Linked DNA regions of Hordeum vulgare: all the other regions are linked to region 2. The links are chromatin contacts, called in public Hi-C maps. All regions are on one chromosome and are shown on one strand. Each heading gives the region's core, a stretch centred on a gene start, on an enhancer-like site or on the middle of the called end of the contact. The rest is flanking DNA. Distances are from core to core; before and after follow the strand shown. Region 1 holds the start of LOC123448181 (scarecrow-like protein 3). Region 2 holds the start of LOC123448183 (calcium-binding protein CBP-like). Region 3 holds the start of LOC123448184 (heterogeneous nuclear ribonucleoprotein Q-like).

What was found. Hi-C and Micro-C count contacts between places; a contact is called where the count stands out from the background.
Region 1: a Hi-C map of seedling shows a contact between it and region 2, with 5 times the contacts expected there. The contact joins the promoter of LOC123448181 here to the promoter of LOC123448183 in region 2. A contact is called at or near these places in 2 of 6 Hi-C or Micro-C datasets (leaf and seedling).
Region 3: a contact with region 2 is called in a Hi-C map of seedling, with 4 times the contacts expected there. The contact joins the promoter of LOC123448184 here to the promoter of LOC123448183 in region 2. A contact is called at or near these places in 2 of 6 Hi-C or Micro-C datasets (seedling and an unstated tissue).

The regions. Positions count from the first base shown.
Region 1 is chr4H:143,995,839-143,999,440 of MorexV3_pseudomolecules_assembly, forward strand. It overlaps LOC123448181 (scarecrow-like protein 3), which reads left to right and starts at 2,077. Exons shown (of 2, transcript XM_045124992.1): 1 at 2,077-3,602. The coding sequence starts at 3,452.
Region 2 is chr4H:144,438,056-144,442,147 of MorexV3_pseudomolecules_assembly, forward strand. LOC123448183 (calcium-binding protein CBP-like) reads left to right here and starts at 2,739. Exons shown (of 5, transcript XM_045124993.1): 1 at 2,739-3,505. The coding sequence starts at 2,872.
Region 3 is chr4H:144,741,155-144,745,274 of MorexV3_pseudomolecules_assembly, forward strand. It overlaps LOC123448184 (heterogeneous nuclear ribonucleoprotein Q-like), which reads right to left and starts at 2,088. Exons shown (of 10, transcript XM_045124995.1): 1 at 2,006-2,088; 2 at 1,239-1,340; 3 at 584-1,042; 4 at 399-509. The coding sequence starts at 1,015. LOC123448185 (50S ribosomal protein L24) reads left to right here and starts at 2,318. Exons shown (of 5, transcript XM_045124997.1): 1 at 2,318-2,521; 2 at 2,621-2,716; 3 at 3,931-4,034; 4 at 4,120. The coding sequence starts at 2,462.

The DNA of each region.
Region 1 (3,602 bases), core at 827-3,326, 440 kb before region 2:
AAGCCTATAAGCTGCTAAGCTAAAGTGCGCTGCACTTTACACGTGTGCCAGGTGCTAGTGCTATTCTCTTTGTATAAAATTGGTTGTTGTTCTTTTTTCGCTGCCATACCGTCCTAGCCTATGATATGGGATTAATTATAAAGGTTTAAACATTGTAGCTAGGTATTTTTAATATGATTAAGTGTGCATTTTTTAAAACATAGTTAACCAAGTAAGCAAGTATAACATATAATTATGATAATTTGATGTAATTATTTTGGCAAGCTAAATGAATAAAATGACAACTCAACACAATACAAATGACAAGTACTAGTACATATGTTTTTCTGGCAAGCTACATGAATATGACAACTCGACACTGTACAACTAAGATGTAAAATTAGTTGGCAACTAAGTTATCTTTAGTCTGGCCACTAAGTGGCTAATACTCTCAGAACTAATTCTGATAATTTGGTGTAATTTTTTTTGGCAAGCTATATGAAATAATAATGGCCACTCAGGTACAATTAGAAAGTGACAACTGGAATGTAGTTTTTTTTTTCTGATAACTAAGTTGATTAAATGTGGCTACTAAGTGGCTTATAATTTGACAACTAAATAATAATAATCTGACAGCTATTGATTAAAAAAAGGTGTCAAAACATGTCGATATGGGATGTAGTTTTGCAGATCTAGTTGCGAGAAAGCTAACGGTGAAAGCGGATCGTTAATTGGATTTATAGTTTAAGAGATAAATTTTTTTAAAAATTTAACATTAGAGGAATCTTTACTGACGTCATCCTGGTGTATCAATTTGCATGCACAGAAAAAACCGCCACACCGGAAGGCCTTGGTGCAGCGCCGCTATGTAGTGACATCCTTTAGAACATGCATGTATTTTTTTTATGTAGAGGCCGAAGGCAATCCTACATTTAAAAGAAAAAAAAAGCCAAGAAGTGCTGCTTTTTTAAAAACAGAGTTAAAATTTCATGGAGTCCAGAGGAGTCTACACTAGTACAACCCGTGTATAGTGATAATGAAAGCAACAAGGGCGGCCGGCCGGGCCGGGGCAGCAGACTAGTACCCATGTTGAGATTCACTATGTGACTCTTCCATTCCTATAATATTTGTACTATAAACCTAATAAGGCCTTAATCTATGTTTCCATGGAATTATAGTAACATAAAACAACCCTATAATCGTATTCAACTCGGTCTTCGATCGTGATATACTCATTCCTTAATGGTCCTCCGCGGCGGATATGGGGAAGCGGCAGAGCGGGCAGGCGCGGCTGGTCCGGAGCCACCTGAAGATGCAGGTCTCGTGGTATCCATGGGAGCACGCCATCTTCCTGATCTTGTCACCTGCCTCGAAGCTCTCCATGCAAACAGCGCACTCCGCCTCCCTCGTCTCCTCGACGGCTGCCTCCTCCAGCTGGGCGATGGCCTCCTCGGACGCCGGGACCGCGCCGAAGCTGTCGCCCCTGTACGTAGGCAAATCGACGTCTTCATCGCCGTTACTTCTGGCTCCGGGAATGAAGGCATGCAGGATAGAGTTAACCTCCCGTATCCGAATCTGTGTGATCAAGCCGCCTGGCATAGAGAATGAGAATGAGCGTGTCCCTTCGCTGGCGGCCGCGTCGTAATATGGGCCGGGGCCGTCCATGTCGCGTGAAGCGTTTATCGAAAAGGATCGCGTCAAGTCACCGCGGCGACGGTGATGATGATGAATCGGCAGTGTAGGAACGAGAGAGGTTTGTGAGGTGAGGGGGCGGAAACGAACGGGTCCTGCTGCTTTTGTGGGGGGAGTCCAGCAATCCGGTTCCGGGTGAGATTTCATTTCATATACCATCTCGGACTCGATGCCCGGGGAACTGAAAGCCCACGAGGTTGCAAAAGCCTAGCCCATACCCAATAGCCAACCAGAGAAAGCCTACCCGGTTGCCAGCTCTCAGCCCAAAAGGACGAAACGCTACGCTGTGTCCCGTGTCCACACAAACAAACCCGTCCTCTAATACTCAAAAGAAAAAGAAAAACACAAACCCGTCCTCCAATCCAATCCTCAAAAGAGAAAGAAAAAGAAAAACGTCCTCCAGCCAGGTCCGCCGCCGCCCCCGCCCCCATCCAGCCGCCGCCGCCGCCGCCGCCGCCGCGAAGAATGGAGCAGCTTTGGGGCACGCGGCGTTGCGTAGCTCCCACACAACTCACGTGGCATATAGATTTAGTGTTGACCGAGGAGATCGGGACTCTCTTCCACACCTACTCGTCCCCCGCCTGGAGCATCCACCGGTTAGCCTTTGCAAATCTTTGCAGACGGAGGCCGCATGCCTCGGATTCTTCGTCCCTGACCCCGATTCTCCCTTCGTACGGGGTGTGGCCACCAGCCGGGCATGGCCGGCACACCGCGCTGCCATGCCCCTGACCCGGCAGCCGCCCTTCTCCCGGATCACGGCTTGTTGAGGTAAATAGTACGCATGTCACCGTTTAAGATTTGCATAGTGAAATGACGTGACGCTGTGAAAATTGTTAAATGATAGTGCCCTGGCCCCGTGGATCGCCAATCAAGTGTTGGTTCATGTCCATTGGGCTATAACCCATATTGACAGTTCAGACTTCAGACACACTTGTCAAAAGAAATGCAGCCTTCACCAAGGCGTTAGTCAATCGCGGATTCACCGGACGCCTTGGGCAGGTTGGTGTTGCCCAGGCAGTGGCCTTCTACAACACCAGAAAATTACCACAGTACTAGTGAGTAATGATCAGTGTACCTGCTTAAAGATAGGATGGCCTGTGCCAAGGTGCTTACTGGTGTTGGTTCTGACTATTTTGGGCGTGCCTGTCATTGTCTGGGTTTGTGGGCTTCCCAAACATGTGTCCAACCAAAGCATGTTGCTTAGCAACTACTCCTATAAGTGCTGACAATGACTAAAGCAAAATTCCAAACATGATAACAATATATACTGGATCAGTTTTGCCACTGTAACTTCTACGTACAAGACGGATCTATGTTCTAATAAAGTAATAGTTCCAGTGTACCAAAACTCTTGTTACCTTGTTAACCCAGAATCAAGTCATCGACGATACACGCTTGTTGGAACTTCCAAAGAGTAGTCTTCCGTAGTCTGATCAGGTTGACTGCAATATTTGTCTATTTCTGCCCAGTGGATATGAAGGTGCCAAAGGAATAAAACGAAAATTCCAACAGTATTCCTTGGATACGTCAATATGCCAATACTTTGCCTTTACCATGGATCTTTCTAAATTCATTCGAACAAACACGGTAAAAACTTCTTAGCTTGTTGCTTTCGGTTCAATTATGTCTTAGACACGCAATCCTATGTATGTGTTAGACACGCTATCCTATAAATGTACCAGTGCCAACAACCAGAGAAGTTGATCCAGCCAGGACACCCAAGCACTAGTTCCTACGTCCTGTACGAACACAGCAATCCTTCCTCAAGAAGGCAGAAACGATGCACGCTCCATGCGCACACACTCAGGGCACGGTGGATGACTTGGCACAACTTGGCCCGGCCTTGTACGAGTGCATGGCGCATGTGATCGAAGGATCTTTTGACAAGACTGACCGCAGCCTTAGGAAGATCAGAAAGCTCGCCTCTCTAG
Region 2 (4,092 bases), core at 1,489-3,988:
TTTAGTATTTTGATACATTCATTTCTAGATAAACTTAAGACAAGATTTTAAAAACGAAGGTAGTACTAAGGCCCTGTTTGGAACCACCAGATTATATAATCCAGTTTTTATAATCTACTAGTAAAAGGGCCCGTACGTTGCAACGGGAGAAAAAAATACCACACGCTTTTAATCTTTTTATAATCATTTTGATTTATTAAAATAATAAGCTAACTAACTAATGTAGTCAGTCCTATCCTATTTTGTTGAGAAATCAACCCGTCCATTGTTAATTCCACCATGATGAGAAATTGAGGGGACAAGCAAAGCAAAACAAAGAGGCTACGTGAATTGATCAATAGACTATTATCTTATTTCACTCATGGGGTAGAGAATGTGGGATCGAATGACAAACTGAAGGTGGTGTTCCATTCTCTGTCTCTACAACAATACAATCTTACATTCAATACATTCATTCACCCGCAAACAAATCCCCACTAAACAAAACAAAAATTGCTGGTGCTTGACACACGGTTGGAGGCATTGGGGAGGGATCTCACCACATGATGAGTTCCTGCCGGAGGAGGGGATACGATGAGGGGAGCAAGGGTTAGGCGCCTCTATCTGGCCATAAGGAGTTGTCGTTGTCGCGCCATAACCTCGGAGTTCCCCGTGTGAGCCATGGAGGCCCGCCTCCACCTGCAAGTACTTCGCTCCGCCGCGCCTTATTCGTGCGCCACCGCCGTTCTGCATCGAGCAGATGCATCATCCCCAGTCACTGTAGCTGTCGCGTTGATTTGATCCAGAAGCTGTGCTCGAGCGCAGAAATGGGGGCAGCAAGCGGGAAGAGGTACGACCGCGGAGGCGGGTGGGTCGAGATCGACAACAGTGGTGGTTGAGGTCGGCCGCGGCGGCGAGTGGTGTGACAGCGGCCTGTGCACAGGCCAGGGTGGACCAGGGTCGACGCGATGCGCTCGAGCGCCGCAACAGGGGCAGTGAGCGGGGATAGGTACGACCGCGGAGGCGGGTGGGTTGAGATCGGCAGCGGTGGCGGTTGAGGTCGGCGACGGCGACAAGTGGTGTGGCGGCGGCCTGGGCACAGGCCAGGGTGGCCCAGGGTCGACGGGAGGAGGCGATGCGTACGGGCATAATTTTTGCAGCGAATCGTTTTTTCCTTTTGCGTTGCAGATAAATGATGAAGCACGGGTTGAATAACAAAAATTACAGGAGGTTTTTTTTATAAAAATGCCACGGTGGGTTTTCCGACGGAAGTAATAGCCGCTTTATTATTAGGTATAGATTATGTCTCTAAACATGACAGCTTATGGTGTAGATTATAAAAACTAGATGGATAGATTATTAAAAAACTCATAATCTACTCTATACGTGCTAAAATCAGATTATGGATTGCTAATGACCCATTACCTTATAAAGTTGGAGATAATTACATTTCTACCACCGCCACCCTCCTTTTTAAAAAACAGAGGACACACAAGTCATTATGCAATATAAAACCTGGATTACAGTTTATATAATGTGGCGTCCAAATATGTTCACCTAGATTATTTTTATAAACCAGATTATATAATCTATCTTCATAATTCAGATTATCATAGGCCCTGTTTAGAACCACCCAAATTATATAATTCGATTTTTATAATCTATTATGTTTCCAAACATGACAGATTATATTGTAGTTTATAAAAACTAGATGGTCAGATTGTTAAAAACTCATAAGCCCTGTTTGGAACCACTCAGATTATATAATTCGATTTTTATAATCTATTATGTCTCCAAACAGGACATATTATATTGCAGTTTATAAAAACTAGATGGCCAGATTATTAAAAACTCATAATCTACTCTACCCCAGCTAAAATCAGATTATGAATTACTAATGACCCATTACCCTTGGAAACTTGGAGATAATTACCTACTGCCACCGCTACCGTCCTCCAAACATGACTACCTAAATTATTACCTTTGCAGCTAAAAAAGAGAAGACAAACATGTCATTGTACTATATAAAACCTGAATTACAGTTTATATAATTTGGCCTCCAAACATGTCCACCTAGATTATTTTTATAAACCAGATTATATAATCCATCTTCATAATCTAGATTATTATAATCTATTGTGCTTCCAAACATGCCTATAATCTACTCTACCCCGGCTAAAATCAGATTATGGATTACTAATGATCCATTACTTCTGGAAACTTGGAGATAATTACCTACTGCCACCGTCATCGTCTTCCAAACATGTCCACCTAGATTATTACCTTTGCAGCTAAAAACAGAGAGCAGATATGTCATTGTACAATATAAAACCTGGATTACAATTTATATAATCTGTCTTTCAAACATGTACACCTAGATTATTTTTATAACCAGATTATATAATCTATTTTCGTAATTCAGATTATTATAATCCATTGTGGTTCCAAATAAAGCCATAATCTATTATGATTCTAAACATGGCCTAAATTCACCACTAACGAATACTACCTCCGTTCCTAAATATAAGTCTTTTAAGCGATTTCATTAAGGGACTACATACGGAGCAAAATGAATGAATCTATATTTCAAAGTATGTCTATATACATCCGTACGTAGTTTTTTGAAATCTCTAAAAAAGACTTATATTATGAAATGGAGGGAGTAAGTTGTAAATTTGCCGTGCCGTCGTGTCGTCACCGCCGTCCGCGTTGACGGATAGCTCTCTCCTTTCGATCTGCTCCCCTCCGTGTTGTGTCCGCGTCGCCAAACCAACCCACGTTCTGCTTCGCTTCGCCCCCTTCCCACCTGTTTCATTCCATCCCCATCCCCGTCCCCGTCCCCGTCCCCGTGATCGAGAGAGCACACAACTCCAATTCCCCAAGTTCAACCCCATGGCTGGCTACCCCCCGCCCCCCGGCTCCGGCTACCCCTACGGCGCTGCTGGCGGCTACGGAGCCCCGCCGCCCTCCGGCCAGAAGCCCCCCAAGGAAGGCAAGACCTCTTCCTCTTCCGGCCCCGACCCCTACCACGGCGCCCCGCCCCCGCAGCAGCCTTACGGCGGGGGCGGTGGCGGCGGCTACGGCGCCCCACCGTCCTACGGCCAGAAGCCCCCCAAGGAAGGCAAGACCTCCTACTCCTCCGGCTCCGACCCCTACCACGGTGCTCCGCCCCCGCAGCAGCCTTACGGCGGGGGCGGCGGAGGCGGCTACGGGCAGCAGCCCTACGGCGCCCAGCCGCCTTCGTCCGCCGCGCCGTACGGGGGCCCACCCGCCGCGCAGCCCTACGCAGGAGGCGGCGCCGGCGGGTACGGTAGCCCGTTCGCGGCGCTGGTGCCGTCGACCTTCCCGCCGGGGACGGACCCGAACGTCGTGGCGTGCTTCCAGGCGGCGGACCGCGACGGCAGCGGGATGATCGACGACAAGGAGCTGCAGTCCGCGCTCTCTGGGTACAGCAGCCAGAGCTTCAGCCTCCGCACCGTCCACCTCCTCATGTACCTCTTCACCAACTCCAACGTCCGCAAGATCGGCAAGTCCTCCCTCCCTCCTCCATATGTCGTAGAAATATCTCTCAAGTCTTAGTCACCATCGTTCTAGGATCAATGGGGCCGGGATCCATTGCGTCATTGTCTTTGACTCTTAGCTTCCAGGACAGGAGGCAATCGTGCGTCTCCCTGGTCCACTGCGCAGCCGTCTCGGCATGCACACGACTTAGTGTTGATGTTCTTCTGGTCTTTGTAGCACGCACTTAGTGGTGAATTGTTTGAGCCAGAGTTCACAAATGGACCCTTTTCATTTCTGGGGAAGGATCCCGAGGAAGCCGTGCAAATTTAGTTCAGCTTGACTGGATTTCAGACTGTCAGTCTATGGACTAATGTTAGATACAGGCATACAGCTGGAGCACATGCCAAGTATTCATGTTGGGAAGTATTAGACCCTTACTTAAAACTTCAGCTGTGCAAAACCCACAAGTTGTTCTGTTGTTATGGACATCTTAGCAAATAACTTGACACTGATGATTGTTGTATTTTCTTTTCTTCCCGATGTGAAAGATTGGATGGGAAGTGTGGATTGCTTTATCAGATCTGCATTTCTTTACTTTCAGTTTAACCTGGT
Region 3 (4,120 bases), core at 838-3,337, 300 kb after region 2:
ATACATGTAGTTTTAAATATCAGTATAATCATAGTGACAGTCATCCACAAAACTGTAATTTAAATGAATAAAAATTTACAATCAACAGCAAGATATGGCACTTCAAAGTTACTTCTTAACAAAACTATACGTTTAGTTTTCAAGTGTACAAAGAGCTTGTGCCCTGGTGTAGAGAAGTTAACCGTTTTTCATTCTTTTAAACAAAACTGTATTCTACACCTGGCTATCCAGGGAGGCATGGAGTACAGAAAATGACGTGTAATTATTTAAGCTTGTAATGTACTATGCTGATATGGCGATATCTATGAAATCAAGACTTAAGTGCATAAATAGGGGTATATTATGATCCATTGACTTGAGAACATGATAGTCAACTTTTATGATCAACGGAAACAAACCTTGAAAGTTGCATTGTTCAATTTCTCGATGGCCTTCAAAGCCAGATCGTTAGTTCTGAAAGTAACAAAAGCATATCCCCTACTATCTTTCTTGCCCAGCATTATTCTTACCTGCAGGAAAAAAGAGAATATGAATGCAGAAAAAACACATCAGAATGCTAACCCTAAGAGTAGACGGTACTCACTTCCACAACTTCGCCAATTGGTTCACATAGTTTCTTGAGATCTTCAGAAGATGCATCGCTGGAGATGCCCCCAACATATACTTCAGATCCATGAGGAGGAAGAGCAAGAAGTTCAGCATGCTTCTCTCGATCGCTCCCATCTTTGGCACCATCCTGCCGAGGAAGAGGAACACCTTCCGATTTACTGTCACTGTCATGACTAGCATCAGTTTCATCAAGAACTTCTCTTTCTTCAGGGTCTTCCTCCTCCTCCTCCTCTACCTCCTCTACTTCCTCTAAAATATCCTCATCCTCCTCCACCTCCTCCTCTACCTCCTCCTCAATTTCTTCATACTCAATTTCTTCCTCTTCTACCTCCTCCTCTTCATTATCATCAAACTCCAAGCACTCTTTTGGTTGAGCTGGTTCAGCATCCTCTGTTCTTCTAGGCATCTCGAAGAGCTCAAAGTTCCAAGGCAACTTTGGAAAGAGCAGAGGAGCCAAAAATATTGGGAGAGCAAATTGAGGACATGTGGATAGGACGAAAAACAACAGAAACAACTAGAACAATTGGTATGCAATGATATCAACTTGGATGTATCCATAGGTGCCAAACGGGATAGCATGGAATTGCTTAAGGGACAAACGAAGAAATTGCGTATGGCCAGGATGATACCGGGAGGTTCTCAAGAACACGGTCCCGAACAAGCACAGAGAAGAAAACAAAGAGTATACAAATGATGGCCAAGACGATGCAATTGGAAGTGTAACCAACGGGCTGATGGTTTAATTGAAATCCATGAAATGGATGGAAGGAAAAGAAGAAAAAAGACAGGAAAAAAAACACTATGAGAAGTAGATAACAACGTATATAATAGTAGCATCTAGGGTAAACCAAACTCTAGTAAATATAGCATGGAGCTGGTCAAGAATCTGACCAGTTAGAAAGATAAATACGTAGATTCGAATGTAATTCTTCTACAGAGACTAGTTAATTCTGCAAATGATTGGGCAAAAGCATGTGTGTGGGGGGGGGGGGGGGGGGGGTACACTGCAGCGGGATATGCTAGGATGTCCATTATCGCAAGTAAAGCGAGTGGCCATACAGATTGGATAAAGCAATCGACGCAAAAGGACACGTCCTTTTCGCCCAGGTTCATGCCACTAGGGCGTCTGCCCAAGCTGGACAAACACAAGCAGAGAAATCGAAGCAGCAAGCCCACGCCTTTTACCAGTTGAACCAACCGCAACAAGGGGATTTCACGAGGTATTCCTATAGACAGTCGTCGGCGACTTGGCGCCTCTGCCGCAGCAGAGAACCGAAATCGCGACCGAATCGGAGGCCGGGACAAGCTAGCGCGACGGGGCTTACGAGAGATGGCGCATGGGAAGAAAGTGGCCGCGAGGAACCGGAGAAATAGACAGATCTCTTGGCGAGTTTACCTCCTATATCGGTGAACGGAATCTGGCAGGGGGTGGAGCCGCCGGCGAAGGGTGGGTGGGGGAGGTCAGCTTAGCCCTAGCTAGAGGAGGAGGAGGAAGAAGAGCAGGGCGAGGTGGCGGCTCATTTAGAGAGGAACTTGCAGTCTGGCCCTCACTCTTTTCCGTCATCACACTCTCATCCCTGAGATCTCGCGAACCGTCCGATCCTGCGCTGACTGGGCCAGCACCGTTGATCTGCCTGCCTCCGGACCGGAGAGCCACGGGCCTGCGGCCTAGCTGCGTGGGTCATGCCAGTTTCTGCCGGCCCGTTTTGAGGCCCATCCTAGGTGGTTTTCTTCCTCCGGCCGCCCTCTCCCGCGAGCGCCGCCGTCTCTCTCCATCCACTCTCGCTCCCCTCCCCTCCCAGCCTAATCGAGCCAAGCCAAGCCAAGCCGCAGCCTGAGCTGAGAGGCAGGAATGGGGTGGAAGGCCGCGGAGAAGCTCATCAGGCACTGGAAGATCCTCCGCGGCGACAACGTACGCGACATCTCGAGAGATCCTCCTCTTGCTGCTCTCCTTGCTCTCGAGAGATCTCCTGAAATCTCCTTTTCTCTCTCTCTCTGAATTTGGCGCCAGGTGATGATCATAAGGGGCAAGGACAAGGGGGAGAGCGGGCTGATCAAGCGGGTCATCCGCTCGCAGAATCGCGTCATCGTCGAGGGAAAGAATCTGGTAATAGTATAATCGTCTGCACAGCTATCCACTCTTCCTTCCTCCTCTCGCGATTGCTTCGGATTCAGTGCTACTCTTTGGTGTCATGGGAGTGTCAATTTGCGTATCTTTGACAAGCTGTATGCAATGTGATGATACGTGCTCTGGGTGCTGCACGCACTACAGGTGTTTGTCGAAATTCCCACTGCACTCAAAGTGAATGGGGAACTTGTCTGTCTTAATTCCGCACGCTAATTCTTCAGGGCTAAGGCTAGTGTTGTAGCTGCTATGCTGCGCCTGCACAGATGTTATTTGGTGATTACTGCAGCAGAGGATTTTTGTTTCCCTTCAATTTTTATGAATGATGAGATAAAACTATACTGCCCACAAAATATAATTATAATATCTGTATTAATATAAGTCTGTAATAAATAGTAAATGAGAATCTAACTCTTCCCATCGCATACTGTGCATCCATAACGACATAAGAATACCAGAAGTACAAAATGAGCACATATTACTCGTAGGATGTTTGCCTAAGTGCATCATCATATGTATGATGGAGATCGGCTTTATGGTCAAATCTTGGACAAGTCAGGCAATACAAGTGTCACCTAAGGCGTGTTTGAAAGCCTGGAGGTTAGGCCTAATTCATTAAAATGGTAGGGAAAGGGGACCAAAACAACCCCGGCAAGATCTGTTGCAATATTGTCTGTGCCTATCTACCTTTGAGTGGTTAGCATATACAGTACCATATATTTTCCTTTCCTGGGCATGTTGGTGTCTACCAAGTCGTTGCAGTGCTATACGTACTTATGCTACAATGTTCCTCACCTCGTCACATGCTTTACTTTTAGTTAATTGTCAATGACGATGAGATACCATAAAAAACTGACAATAAGTTCGTGCGATGTTTTGCTGGATTTTTACATGTCCTAAACCCATAACAAACAAATGCTGAATGCCTCAGTTAGATAAATGCAGATTAATTTGAATATGGTGAGGAAGTGGCTGTAGTGAATATTGAACAGGAATTGTGAACTGCACAATGTTTGTCTTTCTAAATCTTTGTATATATACTGTAAGATGTTGCATGTTTATGGGGGATACTGGGTAACTGGACAACTGCAACCAACAAACTTAGTAATTGTGGATACTGGGTACTTAGTTGCATGTTTATGTGTTTCTCTTGCATTGAAAAGTCACTTAGTAATTGTGTGCTCACATATTTTCAGGTTAAGAAACATATTAAGCAAGGAGAAGGGCATATAGGCGGGATCTTCTCAGTTGAAGCTCCACTTCATGTTTCAAATGTACAAGTAATTGATCCAGTCACCGGGTAGGATACTTATCTTTTGATACCGTTATTTTCTAGAGATACATCTTTTATTTGTCTACATTCTAAAATATCTATTTGTCTGCAGG